Regions from separate parts of the Rattus norvegicus genome. Here regions 1, 2 and 4 are each linked to region 3. The links are chromatin contacts, called in public Hi-C maps. All regions are on one chromosome and are shown on one strand. The core of a region is the stretch at or near the end of the contact, and the rest is flanking DNA. Distances in the headings are between cores, read along the strand shown.

Region 1 (2,700 bases), core at 161-2,660, 500 kb after region 3:
ACGGTGAAGCCTGTCCCCACCATGGGCCACCATGTTCCAGTGCATTCTGCCCACCTGTCCTTGCCATCAGCTGGAGCATCCCAGGACTGAAGCAGTCATCCATTTAAAACCATACCCAGGCCCTGTCCCTCAGGAAGCTTTCCCCTGGTTATTGGATAGCAGGATATGTTTTCAAATGCAAGATGTTTTAACCACCCTGGATTTGAAGGCCTCCTCATTTAAGTCATTAAGCTCTTTTCTGCAGCTTCCAGAACAAAAGGCCACAGGATGGTCAGCTTAAAACAACAACAACAACAACAACAACAACAAAAAGATACTCAGATCTGGGAGCCAGAAGTCTGGTACAATGGAGCCATGCTGCCCCTGAAGTCACTTAGGCAGGACCACCTCTAGGCTCCTCTCCCTGCTTCTGGTGTTGCCAGCAATCCTTGACATTCACAGGCTTCGTGGATGCATCACGGGCAGTGTTACCTCTGACCTCACTGGGCCTTTCTAATTTTTTTTAATTTTTTTTTTCAGAGCTGAGGACTGAACCCAGGGCCTTGCGCTTGGTAGGCAAGCACTCTACCACTGAGCTAAATCCTCAACCCCGGGCCTTTCTTTTTTCTGTGTGACTACCTGTGCCTGTGCCCAAATTCCCCCTCTTTTATATGGACATCGACCTAAGCACTAGCATCTCACGGGCATTACATTTTCAAAGACCTTACCTCCAGAGTAGGTTGTGTGAATAGGTACCAGAGGGGAAGACTTCAGTAGACCCTCTTTGGAGGACATAGTTTGATGCACCTATATTCAAGATGGAATACTATTCCACCTAGCAGTTCTGGACATGTATGCGGAAATCAAAGCCAACTCTTGTATGTCTGTTTCCCTGAATTTGAACATTCTCTCCTGGGATGGGGAGGGGGTGGGGGGAGCTCATAAGACTCAGGGAGCAAATTGACAAGATTATAAAAGCTCATAAAAATCACAGAATTCACAAGCCCCTCCCGCAAGATTATAGCAGCAAGAAACAATGGCTGAGAGAAAGGTCTCGGCAGTGAGGCTAACTGCAAATTGTGAGTCGTCACCCACAATGCAGTGGTCTTCTCTGTAATGGAGTTGCCTGTGATTCAGCCACAAGTTATTATCAATAACCAAAGCCAACTCATTGCGTGGACAAGCTAGACTTGTGCAGGATCACGTCTTTGGTCTGTGGCGGATGCCTGTCTAGATAACTAGTCACGTCTTCCTAGGAAATGCCACATGAGAGTCACTATTTACAAAAAGCAGTTTGTAGTGACTTACCTTGGTATGTGGTGACGAAGCCTCTGAGGAGACCATATCACCATCCAACTCCGGTGCAGCTGGCCCACTCACTTACACATAACTTGGCTCCTACTGGGGAGTCACCAGACCACTTCCTTATCCCGGGGAAGACTGTACACCTGACCACAGCCTTGGGCTCACAGGGAAATGTCCCCACTTCTGAGTCTGCAATCCACAGGCATGCAGCATGGCCTATTTCCAACTTCGCTCCATGCCGACACTCCTGGTCCCACCACCCCCTGCCAATTGGAAACAGTGACACACAGTCATCTCGCGGGGCCGTCGGGCAATTTAATTAATGTTTATAAAGCACTCTGAGGTCTTCAGATAAAAACTGCTGTGTAAGAGCAAAATTATTGTTAGTTCTCAGCCTCCTCGTCCCCTGACTTCTGACATGGGTCTTTGTTGTTCCTGAATGGGAGTCGTTGACAGGCTGTCCAGCTGGCTTTGGGGGTGGGGGAAGACTTGGGCAAATACGTACACATTTACAGATTGTTTTTCTTCCCCCTTGGAAAAAAGCATTCCAAGCCTGTGGGGCGTCTCAAAGCTTTTCGGTGTCTGAATTTCTCCCTACTTGCCTCTGGTAAGTGCTGTAATCTGTGAGAGTAGATTGTAAACAGGCCACTTTGGCAAAGCATCAGGGGGAAGATGGTCAATTGGAAGAAATAGTGCCTCTTATAATGAAGCAAAAACAGTATCCCTTACACATGCGACATCTAAATGAACCTCTAAGTGGGGTCCAGTTCCTCTGCCCAGAGGGGAATACCGTACGTGTTTATGCATTGAAAGGAAACGAGAGTAGAAGCCTTAGTGCCCGAGCTCCAACTCCTTCCCTCACCCTAACTTCTCAGAAACCATGGAAACAGATACACCCAGCTTCGATGATGCTCTCCTGAGAGTCCTTTGTGACTTCACTGTATGCTGCCCGGAATCCCCTGAGTTAAATAAAGAAGTGGAAAGGAGAAGAGAGACATTCAAGGGAAATACCTTGTCTCTGAAGGACAGAGGGTCCTGTGTGGGATGTGTGAAGGTCCACAGCGATGAGCAGTGCTCTGTAGCTCTGTTTTCCTTTCTCCCTTGCACATTTATACCCATCCCCCAGACATACCCATCACACAGCCCAAAGGGCGCCCCTTGATTTATCATCATAGTATGTTGGTGTGTTTACTCAGATTTAGCTACTTTTAAATTTTTAAGGAGTAATTGCATAACTCAAAATCAGTAGAGCAGAGAACCAAGGAAAGACTCTGGTGCCTGTTATATAGTTGAAAACGCACAAACGTCAACCGATGATCGAGAACTCAGAGGATTCATGCTGTGCTCTGGAAGGCAGCTGGTCAATAGACACCATGTTACATAAGGAGAACAGACATCAGGGATATTCTTCAAGGT
Region 2 (2,700 bases), core at 18-2,517, 430 kb before region 3:
ATTTGTATGCAAAGTGCAATATGGGGCCAAATCCTCCCGAGAATGCAGTTAGATCACTGCAGCCCCCCCCCCCCACACACACACACACAGAACCCCAACCTCCACCAAAACCCCTTGCCTTTCATCTAAAGTACATTAACGTTGTGTCATTCGAGGTCAATTTATATACTTGAGGTATCTGTACACCAGTCTGTTTTCTCAACCAAACTAGGCAGACACGACTTTGCCTGAAAAGCCCTTTCGGAAAAAGAAAGAGCCTTATCGGACGCTACGTTTAGAACCTTTCAGCTGCAGAATTATCTATAAACTTGACATTCACAGCCATCGCTTAAAACTGCAAGCCAAAGGATGTGTTGTTAGGAGCACTTACGTATTTCTTCTGAATGATATTCCTCTTGGGTCTTTCCTTGCTCATTCTGAGATCCAAATGCTGATTGCAAAAGGGGACAATTGCTTCATGAATTTAAAGCCGTCAGAAATTTGCAAAAAAATATCCTGGTGGTTTTTATTGTTGGTGGTGGTGGTTGATCTTGTAATCCGACTTTTCTTCCTCTTCCCCCAAAGCCAGATTCGCCTTGAAATAAATCCGAAATTGAGAAGGATAAAAGAAAAAAAATAAAAAGAGCCAAAGACGAACGAAGCAAACAAGAAAAATTCACTTTAGTAAAACACTCATAATGGAAAATTTCCCCCGAAACATACAACAGACACAAAAAAAAAGAAAAAAAGAAAAAAAAACCGACGCCCTTCACTCCCCCCCTTTTTCTTCCAAAAACTACATCAGCGAAACGTGAAGGTCCTTAGCATCTGATCTGTAGTTACATCTTGAAAAAGAAAAAGGAAAGATAAATTTAAAACGTTGGAAGTCACGTTTGTGCTGCAGCAGCAGTGCGAGCAGAAGAGTCAACTCCAGCGGCGGCGGCGGCGGCGGCAGCACCACAGCGGAGGGCTCGCCGAGTCTCTTTTTTCCAAGCCCCCTAACCAATGAGAGAGAGGCTATCCAGCCCAACTTTAAATGGACTCTGCTTTTATACAAGTTAGGGCTCCTCGGCTAATTCGCCATCTCTCGCCAGCCGAAAACTCCCACAGCTGAGCCCCCGCACGCCTGCCTACCCTTTGCCCACAAACCCTGGCCCAGTGCAGAGAACTCCCGCAGCCCCGTCGACGAGACCCCGGAGAGGCCTCAGCGAATCCTTTGCGGGCCGCCCGTCAGGCGCCTCTCCCATGCCGAGCCCAGTCCTGGAATTGAGAGAGGCTCCCTAGCTCAATGCATGGCACGCTCGGTCGCTCCACCTCAGCCCCTTTCCCCCCGGCAGTCCGCTCACCCAACAGTCGCCGCATGCAAGCCTTCGCCACTGCCCTCACGTCTACCTGCAGCCGGGCAGCAGGGTACCACTGCCCCAGGACGCCCGGCCCGGGGGAGAGCCGCCTATTCCCGGGGCACCTTAGAATAGTCCCCTTGATCTTCTGGAAGTTGTAGTCCCTTGACTACAAAATGGCTATGGCCACGGAAGCTAAGAACTACAATTCCCAGCGTGCCCCACACCTCCTGTCACTCAACTCCCTTCCCTGAGGTCTCCCCCTCCCCCTTCCCCAGCCCTGCCAACAAACGCTTGGACGTGTCCCGCGTGCGACACTGCTAGAGGGTGGCTCGGGATTGGCCCGCGGAGCGTGTGGTCCGGGAGCGAGGAACTCCCCACGCCGGCCCGCCCCCAGTCCCCTCCCCGCGGGCCGCCGGCCCGGCCCCGCGCGCCCCGCCCCCACCCCGGGCGCGAACCGCCTGTGGAATCGAGGAATCGCGCGCGAGAGCGCGCCGCGGGCCCGCGAGGGAAAGCCGCCAGGCTTCCCCGGGGAAGGCCTCGGAGCGTGGCGGCGCGGGGGGCGGTGTCAGCGAGGGCTTGGAGCGGGTCCTAAGCAAAAAAAAAAAAAAAAAAAAACTGGGCCACGCACCAAGAGGAATCCTCGGTGCGAACTCGCTGATCGGCGGCGTCTGCTGCTTCTGCCGTTGCAGGCGGTGTCACCTCAGGACAGCGCCCGTGTGCCGAGCAAACGCCGCGCGGCCGGCCGGGGTGGTCCGAGGTCACGGCTTAACGCCGGCCGGCGGCCGCACGCGAGCCCACGCGCGGAGCGGAAGGGAGGGCAGCCTCTGGGCTAGGCACGCGGCCTCGTGGTCGCCAGCCCGCGTATCTCCGGCCGGCGCGACACTAGGCCAGCGCTGGTGGCTCGGAGGTGAAGCCCCGCCGTCTCTGAAGACGGTTAAGGGGGTCTTTACCCTCAAGACTAGGGCTGTCCGCGAGTGAGACTCAAACGCTGAGGTGAAAACATCCGCGGAATATGGAGACCGAACCACACACAGGCCGACCGTAAGGAAACGTCTCGAACACTGAGTGCCCAAAAGACCAACGGTCTGTGCCCCACAGCCTTACCTGCCCCAGCCCCTGCCCAGGCTCGCCAGTCGCTCAGATCAATGGATCGCAGGCCCTGCTGTCGCTCTCTGGGGCATTCGCACTCGCAGTAACTTTATCAAGTCTCACGGCAGCTTCTGCGCTAATTTCCTGGTTCTAACCTATGGTCTTCAAGGTCCTGTTTTTCAAATCTGACTGGCTAGCCTCAGGAAAAAACGAAAAGGCTGGAGCCTCTCCCCTCCACCTGCATGCACATTGTATTCTTCCTCCGGTTCCCGGCAGTTCAGCACTCGAG
Region 3 (2,700 bases), core at 122-2,621:
CCGTTCCTCAGTTCCTCAGAAGCTTCGGCTGGGTTCATGAGACCGTAAAGTGCTGAGCAAGCCAGAAGTTGCTTTTGCGCCTGTGCAAGAGCACATGCGTGCACACTTGATGGTCCTTCCTCAGGAGTGGTCCACCATCCCTCTCTGGCCTGTAACTCACCAAGTGAGGTAGGACGTCTGGCTAGTCAGCGTCAGGAACTTCCCTGTCTCCACCCCCATCAGCTTTGGGGTCACACATGCCTGGCAGCTCCCTCGCCCCAAACATAGGTCCTAGGAATCAAACTCACGTACTTGTGCTTGGAAGGAAAGCACTGTACTGAAGCCTCTCTCCAGCCCATGGCAGAAGATTGCCAGAACGGAATAGAAGGCATTCTAGCCTGCAGGGCCATCTTCCCAATCGGGAAAGGCATCCTCTGTCTTTCCCAACGACCTGTTTTTGTAACAGGATTCTTCCGGAAGGCTTGGAGTCTATCATCAGCCTTTCAAGACTCCTGGCTCTGTCATAGTTCTCTTTGGGGCTGTGTTCAGGTTCAATGGATAACAGAAGGGTGTTAGGTGGGAGCCAGCTTCAGTTACACTGAGGTTGAGAGACCAGCCAAGGTTAGGGATCTGTCCTGTCCTGTTAATTGCACCAGGGATGGTGGAGAGAGGCAGGAAAGGACTTCAGTTTTGATTGTCATGTCTGATGTGTCTTTTCACGACCCAGGCTAGTGACACGTTACCATCCTAGAAGGGACTAAAAATCTCCAATGGTGAGTTCTAAAACACACAGCCCGAACACTGCAAGAACTTAAAATTTATCGCCCTCAATTCTCTGGGCCCAACTCCAGAGGCATTGCCTCAGCTAGGCTGAGAACAGCTGTTCTAGAAGGTTCTCTTAGCCTCCAGAAACAGCTGTTTGGAATGGCGGCTTCAGACATTGAGGTTTTTGATACTATGAAAGCATTGTATCCTTGTGTGGGAAAAGGTTGTCAGAAGAGCCAAGTGAACACTTTTGATCCCCGACAAGGCAGCCACAGAGAGACTTCGTTCAAAGGTCCTTCGCGCTGACCTGCATAGAAGCTTGGATTTCACACTCCGGGTCAGAAGGAGGCGTGCTGGCCGCCCTTGAGGACAGCCAACTCCCAGCAGGTTCACTGGCTTCTCCGCCTCGGTGCATTTCCTGGGCTGTGTGGTTTGGTTTCCTGAACTGACCTATCTAGGCAGGCAGCTGACTCAGTTCTTGGCCCAAGAAGACAGGAGAACCTTACATAACCATGTAGCTGAGCTCTTGGAAGGAAAGCCCTTGCCACGTGAGGAGTGAGAGGCCAGCTCTCAATGGAGGAGGGGACTTGGTTCCCAGGCCGGCTTGGAGGGAGTGGCACCTGAGCTTGAGGCCCAGAGCTGTCGTAGTGCAGTGTTTATTTTTGAGTCATCCACAGCGCACACAGTATACATGTGACTAACAACCCCATGTCATAAAAGTTCATCCTCAGGCAAGGTTTCCATTGCTCTCTCGGGCTTGTACGAAGACTCAGTTTGAGCATTTTAAAGGATTTGCTGGTGGAATAGGGGGAAAAGAAATGAAATAAAAGGAGACATGACTACTCTTAGACTATGGAGAAAAATTTTATTGTAGATATAAGGGAGAAAGCAGGCAGAACGAAGAGTTCAGGCTGAGCATGGCCGGCAGACTAAACCGGACCTCAAGAAGAGAGAGGGGAAGGGAGAGCAAGAGAGGTAGCTCAGGCTATGAAGTGGAGATACCTAAAATGGCAGAGTTATGCAGAGACCTAAAGCTGTGGGGGAGGGAAGCCCAGCCCCTGGGAGGGAGAGGTTTAGGGTAGAGGGCATGGTGAGAAGTGCTGAGAGGAGCCACAGGTACCGAGGGATGCTGGGAGAGCTGGGAGGAGCCACAGGTACCGCAGGATGCTGGGAGAGCTGGGAGGAGCCACAGGTACCGAGGGATGCTGGGAGAGCTGGGAGGAGCCACAGGTACCGCAGGATGCTGGGAGAGCTGGGAGGAGCCACAGGTACCGAGTGAGATGTGTCTTCTTAGAATCTATTTGTAGCTCTCCCCACGCCGGTCTTTCCCTTCCTCCCTTCCCCTCCCTCCTTTTCTTCTGTGATGCTTGCAGTCTAGAATCTCATCTTACTCCATGCTTAGTCAATTGTAGATTAGAGTCTCAGTTCTTAACAAGTTGAGATGTTCCCTCTCAACTTTCATAGTTTGCATCTTGCTCATCAAAGAGGACAAACTTGACCTCACACTACTTTCCGGCTTGGGAAACGGGGGTGGGCTTACTTGCTATACTTACGGATCTAGAATTGTCCCATTAGAAAGTACTTAAAATAAGCGTGTTAAAATGGTGTGCAAGGTTTTCTGGGGGGAAAGGCGAACAAGCATCATTCACTTCATAACAGGACACCAATGACAGACCAAAGACATGATGGCAGCCTAGACTACCTTGGCAGTGGCTCTGAGCTAGGGGTTGACTTACAGAAGCATGGCTGACTACAGGGGAAAGAGCCCTGTGAACCTGGCTGAGTCTTGTGAGACTCCCTCCTCTCTCCATGAAGAAACATCTCAGTTTAGAGGAAATAGCTGCATAACGTGGTCAGTGGTGAACTGCACGGGTTCAGAGATACGGCTTATAAACATCTTCGTGTGAGATGCCATGGCCACGTTGGCAATGAACAAACTTGGTTCAGTACAATTTA
Region 4 (2,700 bases), core at 163-2,662, 440 kb after region 3:
GTGGTACTCACCTGCTCCCGGGGGAAGTTAGCATACCTGCGTTTTGCTGACTCTTAGAAACAAAGGCTGTTTAGCAACCCTCCCACCCCTCCCCTCCCAACTCCTCCCCAGTCCCATCTCCAACTTCTCTCACCGAAACAGGTAGCTGGTTCTGTGTGTCCACGGTTCCCAAAGTCCAGAACACACCTGTAAATCTCTCCAGGCGATTCTCTGGTATCCACCTACGTAGACTCTGTGCTGTTTCTTGCTGGTCTCTTCTAGATCTTTAGTTTGAAAATGAGGCATATCGACATCCTCCAAGCCAAACCCAAGACAGTCTCCACCTCTCCTGGGAGCATAGGCAGGAGGGAATAGAAATAGCCTGCCCAGTCAGGGTCCCAGCAAAAATTCCAGACTCAGTCAGATGCAAATGAATGTCAGGTTAAAGCAAACAATAGATATCTGGAAATTACCTGAGAGCGCTCAAAGGCTCTGCCCAAGTGACAGATCTGCTGCTGCCCCGTGGAATCCCAGATGTGTTTCCCTTCCCTGCGCCACATTTAGCAATGCAGCACCGATCCCCACTAATGTTGCCGTCTACCTCCCTCAGACCTAGTTCTCTCACATCACCTGAACTAGAGACAATCCTCAGAACACCCGTTTTAAAGTAAAAAACGCAGAGGGGCAGGCTTGTGCCTATGGAAGAGGGAAGCTTAGACAACAGGAAGGAGGCATATGACTCCCCCACAGGACAAGGAGAGTGGTGGGTGGTGGTTGGCGGGGGGGGGGGGGGGGGGGCGGGGACGGGGGAGTAGGCAGGCAGCCTTGAGGACTCTTAGGCCTCACAATAAATGAGGACGCCTGGCGCCTGCGGCGGGGTCAAATGGGGTCAGACAAGCTTATCCCTGCGCCTGGGAATTAAGGGTATCCTGAGGACAGCTGTAGAACAAGAGTCTCCAGGGTCCTCCCTTTCTAGGCAGGTCAGGAACCATGGAGGCAGGAACGCTATCAAGGTAGTGGCAGTGGTATTTCTCACCCATGGAAACGACGTCGAGCTCCGTGCAAAGCCCAGACGAGAGACAAAGAATAGCTGTCAGTGCTGTTCGCCTCCTCTAGAATCGATGCTTGGTGTACGGTCCCTAAAGCCAAAACCAAACCAAACACTCCTGGAAATATCAACAGACTTTGCATCTGTGACAGGTCCCCGAAACTGTTTCTCCGAGCTCGTGACAACAAATGCATGCCTTGCAAATCATCCCGGGACATCGGCGTTTCCCCCACCCCCTGCCTCCGTCTCGCCCCGGAGGACTCAAGGCCTGGGCGCATCTGCTGGAAGACTGGAAAACTTTTGCCAGGCTGGTCTTGCGCAGCCAGGGGCGTGTAGACACGCAGCACGGCACTGCCACCTTGTGGCCGGCGGCTGCATCGCGGACGACAGTTAGCAGCATCCAGCAGAGGCTAGGCAGCAGCGCACGTCCGCAGGAACGCACTAGGCTAGCAGGAGCAGGGGCGGAGCGTGCCGGAGCCGGTCACGTGGGTTAGCAACAGGCAGCAGCCAATGACAGCGCTAGTCAAGTGGCGCGTGCGCTTGGAGACTCCGGGAAGGCGTGGAAGGCTCTGCCTGCGCAGAGCAAGCTGGCTGGGGGAGTGGCTGGGGATGGTGGTTGGAGTTCCGACCTTGCTTTGGAGCTGGGGAACCAGATCTTTAGTAGAAACCCCCTGGGGGACAGCGAGTGAATGAGGAGATGGCAGAAGGGACGTGTCCTTGTCCTCCTGTGTCAGTCACTTGTTGCTTTACCAAAGCCTTAGCAACCAGTCTGTCCCCTAGATTCTTAGTGGGTTAAAACAGAATAAAGATACCCCTAGTCAGTGGCTCAATGCCATAAAACTTATTGCTACAAATGAGCATCAACACCTCACAGAGCCTAAAGGACTGGTCAGAGGAGGACAAAGCAGAGAAAGCCAGGAATTGGGTCACAGGGGGAAAAATGTTAACTTAGTTGGTTTTCATTTTCCCCAGTACAAAGAATGACTTTTGTGGTAATCCCACCGTGTTGACATAAACCAGCCCACCCTTGAACGCTGAGCTGACCACACTACACAATGTCGGATGGAGGGAATCAGAATGGCCTCTAACAAGCTCAGTCTCCAAGGGGTTCTCCTGGTTTTCAGGGCCAAGCACATTGTTTCTTGTGAATGGCCTCTCTCCCTCTCTCCCTTCTGATCATGGTTCCCCTTGCATATTGACCTCTCTGTAACAAATCCAGGATTGCCCCCCTGAGAACGTCTAACCCATTCCTGTACCTGAGGGCATTTTGAAGGACTAGAAGCTGTCACACTGTTGTCGGATGCTCTTACATAGGCAAAAATGGCCCAGCCTCCAGGATCCAGCCATCCTACTCGACTGGAGGGGTGACTTTCTAGTCGTGAATTTTATCTTCATTCAGGGTTAGATTGCCCCTGAGGGTGGTGGAAATGACCTACCTGTCAAGAGCAGGAAGCAGTTTAGGGGCTCTTCCAAGACTCTTCCTTGAGAGTAGCCCTGCCTTTCATCAACGTGGAGACCTCACTCTTTCCCAACACAGCATGTCAAGCTTGTGCCTATGAGAGAGGGAACTTGGTCAACTGGAAGGAGACATAAGACACGCACGCGCGCACACACACACACACACACACACACACACACACTGCACAAGAAGGGGGGAGGTAGCTAACCTTGAG

Evidence for each region. A called contact is a pair of places that touch in the nucleus more often than the background predicts.
Region 1: a Hi-C map of mammary epithelial cells shows a contact between it and region 3, with 2.3 times the contacts expected there. The contact joins two enhancer-like sites. A contact is called at or near these places in 2 of 12 Hi-C or Micro-C datasets (kidney and mammary epithelial cells).
Region 2: a contact with region 3 is called in a Hi-C map of liver, with 3 times the contacts expected there. The contact joins the promoter of Jarid2l1 here to the enhancer-like site in region 3. A contact is called at or near these places in 4 of 12 Hi-C or Micro-C datasets (kidney, liver, mammary epithelial cells and 1 more).
Region 4: a Hi-C map of kidney shows a contact between it and region 3, with 4 times the contacts expected there. The contact joins two enhancer-like sites. A contact is called at or near these places in 4 of 12 Hi-C or Micro-C datasets (Schwann cells, kidney and liver).

What each region holds. Positions count from the first base shown.
Region 1 is chr17:21,087,616-21,090,315 of GRCr8, forward strand. No RefSeq gene overlaps it. Among named protein-coding and RNA genes, the nearest start is that of Cd83, 24 kb to the right of the region's middle. Within about 2 kb of position 1,411, at least 35 of the 93 cell types and tissues checked have an H3K27ac peak or open chromatin away from gene starts, as enhancers often do.
Region 2 is chr17:20,161,031-20,163,730 of GRCr8, forward strand. Jarid2l1 (jumonji and AT-rich interaction domain containing 2 like 1) reads left to right here and starts at 1,268. Exons shown (of 3, transcript XM_063276985.1): 1 at 1,268-1,389; 2 at 1,646-2,700. The coding sequence starts at 1,268. The coding sequence ends at 2,300. Jarid2 (jumonji and AT-rich interaction domain containing 2) reads right to left here and starts at 940. Exons shown (of 18, transcript NM_001427247.1): 1 at 371-940. The coding sequence starts at 415.
Region 3 is chr17:20,590,115-20,592,814 of GRCr8, forward strand. No RefSeq gene overlaps it. Among named protein-coding and RNA genes, the nearest start is that of RGD1596092, 180 kb to the right of the region's middle. Within about 2 kb of position 1,372, at least 51 of the 93 cell types and tissues checked have an H3K27ac peak or open chromatin away from gene starts, as enhancers often do. A contact at or near this core is called in kidney, liver and prefrontal cortex, where this site is marked.
Region 4 is chr17:21,033,494-21,036,193 of GRCr8, forward strand. LOC102551899 (a long non-coding RNA gene) reads right to left here. Exons shown (of 4, transcript XR_010059143.1): 2 at 2,464-2,580; 3 at 134-1,118. Among named protein-coding and RNA genes, the nearest start is that of Cd83, 78 kb to the right of the region's middle. Within about 2 kb of position 1,413, at least 52 of the 93 cell types and tissues checked have an H3K27ac peak or open chromatin away from gene starts, as enhancers often do. A contact at or near this core is called in kidney and liver, where this site is marked.